Linked DNA regions of Mus musculus: region 1 is linked to region 2. Evidence: chromatin contacts called from public Hi-C data. All regions are on one chromosome and are shown on one strand. Each heading gives the region's core, a stretch centred on a gene start, on an enhancer-like site or on the middle of the called end of the contact. The rest is flanking DNA. Distances are from core to core; before and after follow the strand shown. Region 1 overlaps Grap2 (GRB2-related adaptor protein 2). Region 2 overlaps Enthd1 (ENTH domain containing 1).

Evidence for each region. Hi-C and Micro-C count contacts between places; a contact is called where the count stands out from the background.
Region 1: a Hi-C map of CD8 T cells shows a contact between it and region 2, with 5 times the contacts expected there. The contact joins two enhancer-like sites. A contact is called at or near these places in 3 of 484 Hi-C or Micro-C datasets (CD8 T cells, bone marrow-derived macrophages and nephron progenitors), 1 of 115 datasets of contacts at active chromatin or transcription factors (memory CD8 T cells) and 1 of 9 other capture datasets (embryonic stem cells).

Annotation. Positions count from the first base shown.
Region 1 is chr15:80,588,520-80,592,148 of GRCm38.p6, reverse strand. All of the region lies in intron 1 of Grap2 (GRB2-related adaptor protein 2), which reads right to left. Among named protein-coding and RNA genes, the nearest start is that of Grap2, 18 kb to the right of the region's middle. Within about 2 kb of position 1,293, at least 21 of the 459 cell types and tissues checked have an H3K27ac peak or open chromatin away from gene starts, as enhancers often do. A contact at or near this core is called in CD8 T cells, where this site is marked.
Region 2 is chr15:80,505,405-80,509,325 of GRCm38.p6, reverse strand. Enthd1 (ENTH domain containing 1) reads left to right here. Exons shown (of 6, transcript NM_001163189.1): 4 at 18-144. Among named protein-coding and RNA genes, the nearest start is that of Gm23220, 49 kb to the right of the region's middle. Within about 2 kb of position 1,720, at least 5 of the 459 cell types and tissues checked have an H3K27ac peak or open chromatin away from gene starts, as enhancers often do. A contact at or near this core is called in CD8 T cells, where this site is marked.

The sequences.
Region 1 (3,629 bases), core at 44-2,543, 83 kb before region 2:
TGCCTTCTATTGCCTTTTAACTATGACCATAAAATGAAATTGGCCAATTTTATGTCTCAACCTCTTTGACCTTCCAGAATTTTCCCCTGCTAGATGCTAAATAAGTGTTTTGTTAATTGAGTGGTATTTTCTGTTATCTCCTCTCAAAAGTTAGGTCTGAATTTTGCTGTGCTACTTAAATTCTGAGGCTGTCCCTTAAACTATAATTAATAAAGTGTTGGCTTCATTTCAGTTCTCATGATTTAGATAAATCTTTCCTGCTCCTTGTTTGGGCAGTGCGGGGAAGCTAATTAATATATTATTAATATATTTCACAGGCAAGCAAGACTCTGCTTGCTCACACGGCCATGACAAGAATAAACTCAGGTCAGAAATATTTTTGCAATTATGGGAAAATGTTATTATAATAATGAAAAATTATTGTTTATATAATACAACTCTGCACACTGAAATACATTACAGACTAACAAACAAGGTGAACAGCAACCAGGCAGGCTCTTTCCCAAAGGTGCTAATCACTCAGAGCCCAGTTGGACCATCAGTGGGCCCTGCGGTGAACTCGAAAAAGATAACTTTTGGGCATCCCAGAAGAACTTCATTTATTATCATCTGCAATAACCTTCGTAAAAGTTGATTCCGAATTTAGCAGCAAATTCTGAGACAGCTGAGATGGTAGTATGCATTCTGTTTTCCACTCACAAAATAAGATGCTTCAGGGCTGGGGATGTAGCTCGGCTGGTAGAGTGCTTGCCTGGCAGGCCTCAAGTCTTAGGTTTGATTCCTAACTCTACAGAAACCATGTGTGGTGGTGCACGCCTGTACCCTTAGCCTTTAAGAGGCAGGAGGGCCAGCAGTTCAAGGTCATCTTCAGCTATGTAATGAGTTCCAGGCTAGACTGGACTACATGAGACCTAGCAAAAATGGGATGGCGGGCTGGGAATAACTAGAAAATATCTTGGTGGCAGTATGCTTGCCTAACCTGTGTGGGACCCTAAATCCAGTTCCCAGCACCAGAGGGGGAAAGTCTATCTCCTACAGAAATCTAAGATATGTGGACTGGTCAGAGAAGGGTGTTACAGCATCTCTTCTAGACTCCAGTTTCCCCTTATTTGTTAACCATTATCCTAGAGAATATACATCCTTTGTACCATTTGCTGTTGTGCGGCTAAATAGGCAACATCTTAAAATGCTTCAGGAGCCCGAGTCAGAAAGGATATTATTGAGGTTTGGTTAACCTGGAGCTGGGACATCGACCACGCCACACACACACAATTCTGAGAAAACAGAATTGCTTTCAGTTTTGAAGAGAACCACAAACCCCTCTATGTCTAAGTTACTTATCTGAGCCAAACCTATGGGCAAAGGAGGAGCTGAGACTCCAATACAAGTTCAGTATCCATCTGAACTTCTCCCTTAAGGCCAAGGGTGTTCCTTGGAGTTTTCTTTTCCTTTTTTGGGTAGAGCATTCACAGTTCTGCCTGATTCCTGCTGTCCAACGGGAGCCTAACCCCAACTCATGGGTTCTACAACCACATGGCAGTGTCGATTACCGCTTAGACTGTCTAGGGCAAGAACAGCTCTAAACACACCAAGAGGTGATCAGCTGCCGCTCACACAGCCCAGAGGCAAGCAGTCAGAGCAGTGGGAAGAACTAGCGAATCTCAGGAGCAAGAGTTGTAGGGATTCTGTCCTGGTTCTGATTCAAGTTGACTAAGATATGAAAAATACCAATAGAGCCAGGCAATCCTGCATTTCCCTTTTTAACTCCCCGAAAGCTCCCTGGTTTGAGGGCTTTTGGGGGAATGTTGAGGAGAACAGGACACTGCTGGCAAGTGATAGGGAGGTGTGTTGTTAGGAAAGTTGTCTGGGGTTTGAGATTAGGGTCTGTTACTGGATTGCATTTGTGAGCTGGGGACGCTGCTGAAAGGGCAGGAGCCGTGCTTCAGAGGTTGGCTCAGGGGGAGGTGAGGGCTCTGGGCCAATCAATCCTTCATTACATTAACAACACAGCTCTAATCCGGTCTAGCGATAAATCCCTCACAGGAGTGTGCATCGCAATAACACCGACACAATCACAATCTGCTCTCAACAATACCGGTGCTGTCATACTTCTGGCTCTTTCCTCCAACTTCCCATCTCTGATAATGACTTCTCCCGTGCACCGAGAAGAGAAGCAATCAGAAGCCGTTCTTGTCGACTGCTGTTTTAAACGACCAAAGTTGTCTTTTGTCTGGGAGAGCACAGTCTTCAAAAACAAGAAACAAACCATGTATTGAACACATATCATGTAGCTGGCAGTTGCTCTATGGTTAACCTTTAAAAGATGATTCCTTAAAAAGCCATCTGGCCAAAATATGAAATGTCTGCTTTGCTAATGAATTAAAATAACAAAACAGGGACGTGTGTGTGTGTGTGTGTGTGTGTGTGTGTGTGTCTGTGTCTGTGTGTGTCTGTGACCGACCTCAGGTCCTCTGAAAGAGCAGTCTATGCTTTTCACTGTTGAGCCATTTCTCTAGCACTAATATTTTTTTTAATGTGCTAAAAAAGTAATGTTTTCTCACATTTTGTACACATTCCCTTTCACTAAGGGAACAAGCAGCTCAGCTGACATTGTGTGCAGCGTAAGCCTGGACCCCATGATCCTATGGGGTGCCACATTTAGTCAGATGAACCAGAACCAAGCTGGGAGGCAAAGGATGCCGCTCACAACTCAAAGTGTGGAGAGCTTTTAAGCTGAAAAATCAAGTCATGAGAAAGCGCGCTCAACTCTAACTTCTAGATCTGATGTGATCTTTTTATGCTCAGTCAAAAAATAGAAAACATATAGACAAGTACAGAGTATAATTTTTATGTTTATAATATTTACATATGGCCTTTTTTTTGGGGGGGTGTCTTGCTACATAGCTCAGGTTGGCTATGAACTCATTATGTAGCCCAGGTTGGCCTTGAATGTCAAGATATTTATGCCTTGGGTGTTTTTCTGTGTTGCCCCAGCTGTCCTGGAATTCACTTTGTAGACCAGGCTGGCCTCGAACTCAGAAATCTGCCTGCCTCTGCCTCCCAAGTGCTGGGATTAAAGGCGTGCACCACCACGTCCCGGCTTAAGCTTGTTCTTTCTTTTGAGACAGTCCTACTGTGTAGCCTGGGCCACTCACTCTTGAACTCATGATTTTCTTGCTGCATCCTTCCTAGTGCTGGGATTAAGGGCTAAATGCTGGGATAAATATGTACTTTATTGAGATAGGGTCTCACTACATAGCCCTGGCTGTTCTAGATCTGTGTAGACCAGGCTGGCCTTAAACTAATAGAGATCTATCTCTGCCTCCCGAGTGCTGGGGTTAGAAGCATGAGCCGCCATGTATGAATCTCAAATGTAATTTGTTTTTTGTTTTACGTTGTTCTGTGCCCCACTATTCATAGGATTTTTATGAGTCTATTTCATAAACCCTATTTATTTCAGAGGGTGGGGAGAGGGCTAGGCTTCCAAACCTAGCTCTCTGTTAGACCCTTTACTGGTGTGAGCTGTTGTCTCTGTTTGCCTAACAGGGTGGTACAGCAGTGCTGGGGGTTGAGGGCTGCAGCAGAGGTCTAGGCCTCTCTGTACATCAGCTGTTCACAGTTGACTCCAA
Region 2 (3,921 bases), core at 471-2,970:
TCTCTTGTTTCTGTCAGGACCTAACACTGTTGTACTCCTATGAGCATCCGAAGCAACCTGTGACAAGGTTACCTCCTTCCTTTACCTCTCCTGCTTCCTGGCTGTCAGAAGGGGAAGCGGAAATCTGCAATCTCTGGGACACAGGTAATTTGGCTACAGATGAAATTTTCTTCAGAAATAGAAGTGAGATGCACTTGAAGGAAAGGTTACACAAATACAAGATTTGATTTTGAAATATAGCAATGCTTGGCTTTGTTTATCATTGGTCATCAGCAGCAGGACTGGCATGATAAATCCAGCCCATATGTGGCCTTTGACTCCCATTTTGTTGGTCACCTGCTTCTGGGATTCTGATTTCTTTCTCTTCTATTTCACTTTGTTTAAAAATTAATTGCTAGCCTTACACTTTTCTTTGAAAGTTTTAAAGAGTAGAACTAATTTTCTGTTCTTAAAAAAGATTTTTTTATTATTTTCATATGTCTAAGTATCTTGTCTGCATATATGTTTGTGCACCACATATGTACCCTGTGACACGGAGGCCAGAAGAGGGTGTTAGATCCTGGATATCTGGAATTATAGACGGCTGTAAGCCACCATGTGGGTGCTGACTATTGAGCCCAGGTCCTCTGCGAGAGCAGCCCTCTCTGCAGCCCAATTTTAGTATGTTTTTTAGTGAGACTTATTTCTGATGAAGCCTAATGAATGAGACCCGACTAGAGCAGGCATTAAGTGGAAATGTGAAGGAGCAGAATGAAGAGCGCCAGTCCCACAGCTCGGTCAGACAGCTCCTGAATCATTAACTTTAGAAAAGGGCACAGGGGAAAGCTGGGTGTGGTAGCTCACATTTGCAATCCTGGAGAGACAGAGTTACCACAAACTCAAAGCCAGCCCCATCCAAGCCAACCTGGACTACAGTATAAGATCCTGTCTCAAAAACCTTGGGGGGAAAGGGCACAGGATAAATTACACAAAATGATACCAAAGTCACCTCTAGTAAATGACAATGTTGAGTCCCACCTGCTGTTGTCAGGACCCCTTGGGGTCTGCCTCCCTCCTGTCATTGCTCTGTATGAAGTCCCAACTTGCAATACACTTTGGGGCTGAAGACAGAGCCCAGGCCTCATGGAGAGCATGCTAAGTGCACACTGCATACCCAGCTGCATTCTGGTTGCAATAGGTTCCTCCACTAGGTTTGCTCAGCCAGAGGGGTGACCTGTCCATCACCAAGATATGAGTGGGGCAACCTGAGTACCTGTGAGCAGTGCCTTGTCTGTCTTTTGCTTTCTAGCTCCTGGTTGACCTTTCCTGCCTCACAGAGGTGGTTCCTCATGGTTTAGGCTCTCTCTTTCCCTGTTCTCAGACCTTATACCTCGAAGTTCCTCCTCATACAGACCTGCAGCACCCAAAATTGAAAAACCACAGTGTTAGCATAGACTTTCTGTGCAAGCACACATTTATAAATAGTTCTTATAAACTCTTGTGAGAACTAAAAGAATAATTTTAATAATAATTTTAATAAATGCAACAAAAGGTTGTATGAGATGGCATTAGCACAGATAATAGTTGTAAATGGCTTTAATCTAGGGACAGCTTACTTGACATTTAAATCTGTCTGTCTATCTTTGAGACAGTGTCTCACTATGTGTAGCCTTGGCTTACATAGAACCCCAGCTTTTCATTGCATGCTATCCTGGCTCTAACTCACTACCTCTGCCCACTGGGTGCTGAGCTTGAGGGTGAGGGTCACCACATCCGCCTTGCTCAGTGTTCTTCCACGGTCTGTAAAGTAAACAGCTCAAATCTAGAAGCTCGAAGGAAGAGCAATGGGGAAAACTTTTCTTGTATTCTAACATCGCCTAACATCCCCCCCCCCAACATTTCAAATATAGACTTTCTTTTTGGGAGCAGCTTTAGATTCACAGTAGAACTCAGCAAAAAGTGCAAAGTGTCTCTGAGCTTCTGTGCAAAACACACATGGCTTGTCACTATCCACATTTGTTACAGTCAGGCCTGTATTGACACCATGGTCATTCTCAGTCTGTAGTTTTGTCCCACACTCGTGTGTGGGTATGAACACGTGACTGACATACATACATTATTACCACACAGTGTGACCTCATTGTCCCAAGGTCCCTCTGTGCTCCACTACTCACCCCTGCCTCCCTCCGTGCTAGCAGCCACCAACCTCTTTTGTTTGTCTTTTCTTAGAATGTCATAGCATCAGAATCATGCAAGGGGCACCACTTTAGGTTGGCTTCCTGATGGGCATGGTGGGGCATGACTTTAATCCCAGCACTTGGGAGGCAGAGGTAGGTAGATCTCTGTGAGTTCAAGGCCAGCCTGGTTTAAAAAACAAGTTCCAGGACAGCCAGGGCTACGTGGAGAAACCTTGTCTGAAAGAAAGAAAGAAAGAAAGAAAGAAAGAAAGAAAGAAAGAAAGAAAGAAAGAAAGAAAGAAAGAGAGAGAGAGAGAAAAAGAGAGAAAGAGAGAAAGAAAGACAGAAAGAGAAAGAGAGAGAGAAAGAGAGAGAGAGAAAGAAAGTGAAAGAAAGAGAAAAAGGAGAAGAGAGGAGGGGAGGGGAGGGGAGGGGAGAAGAGAAGAGAAGAGAAGAGAAGAGAAGAGAAGAGAAGAGAAGAGAAGAGAAGAGAAGAGAAGAGAGAACAAAGGAAGGATAGGAAGGAAGGAAGGAAGGAAGGAAGGAAGGAAGGAAGGAAGGAAGGAAGGAAGGAAGATTGGCTTCTTTGAGGTTGTAACCTGCCTTGAAAGTTCTTCTCATGCCTGGATCACTCCTTTCTTCTGAGTGTGGAATAAGATATCTCAGTTTAGTATTTTCCCTCTGGAAGCCACCTTGGTCGGTTTTGGTTCTGCAGTATAAAGTAAGCAGGCAAGGTAGGCTTTTGTTTGAATATATATTTCCCCTCTAACACTTTGACACAAGTGGAATAGAGTATAGATGAGAATCAGAGACCACCCTGAAGAGAGGCTTCAGAACATGCTACATGAGGAAATGCCTCCCTGGGGTTCTTAGCCAGAACCCATGTCAGGTAGAGGGTGCTTCCTGTTATTTTTAATATATGTGCATGTGGTGTGTGTGTGTGTGTGTGTGTGTGTGTGTGTGTGTGTGTGTGTGTGTGTGTGTGGTATATGTGGTGTGTGTGTGTGTGTGTGTGTGTGTGTGTGTGGTATGTGTTTGTATGGTGTGTGTGTGTTCATATATGGGCATATATGTACAAGTATATGTACCTCTCATATGTGGAAGAGGTTTGATGCCAGGTGTCTTTCTCAGTGGGTGTCCACTTTTTTTTTCTTTTACTGAGGCAGGTTCTCTCCCTGAACCCAGAGCTCCCCAATTCCTAGTCTTGTTAGCCTACTTGCCCTGGGATGTGGTCTCTGCCACCTGAGTGTTAGCATTACAGGCAGGCTCCATGCCTACCCTGCTTCTATTTGCAGCAAGCACTTTATCCCCTGAGCCATCTCTCCAGACCCTTTTCCTATTTTTAAGCCCTTCTTTTCTCCAGCCTTTCCCCGGCTTGCTAAAATGCAGATCCTAGCATTTCACTTCCCAGCTCCACAACTGTCAACAGCTCTCTGCTGCCAGGGAGATAAGTCTAAGTTTTTCATATTGTCATATGAAATTTCCATAGTTTGATCCCAGCTGATCGTTCAGGTCCCCTTACCCCAAGCAGCCAGTACTCACAGGCTCTGTGACATCCCGTGTGTAGTCCCTTCTCTTTAGACTGTCTTTGTTCCATGGTAACATGCTGATCTAACTTTTGTGATGTAAATACCATTTATTATGTTCATGGATTCTCTGGGTCAGGAATTAGGACAAGACACAGTGGGAATGGCTTGCCTCTCCCATGATGGATAGACCTCTGAGCCTCAGCTGAGGAGCTCAAAGGCCAGGCCAGGGATCTTCT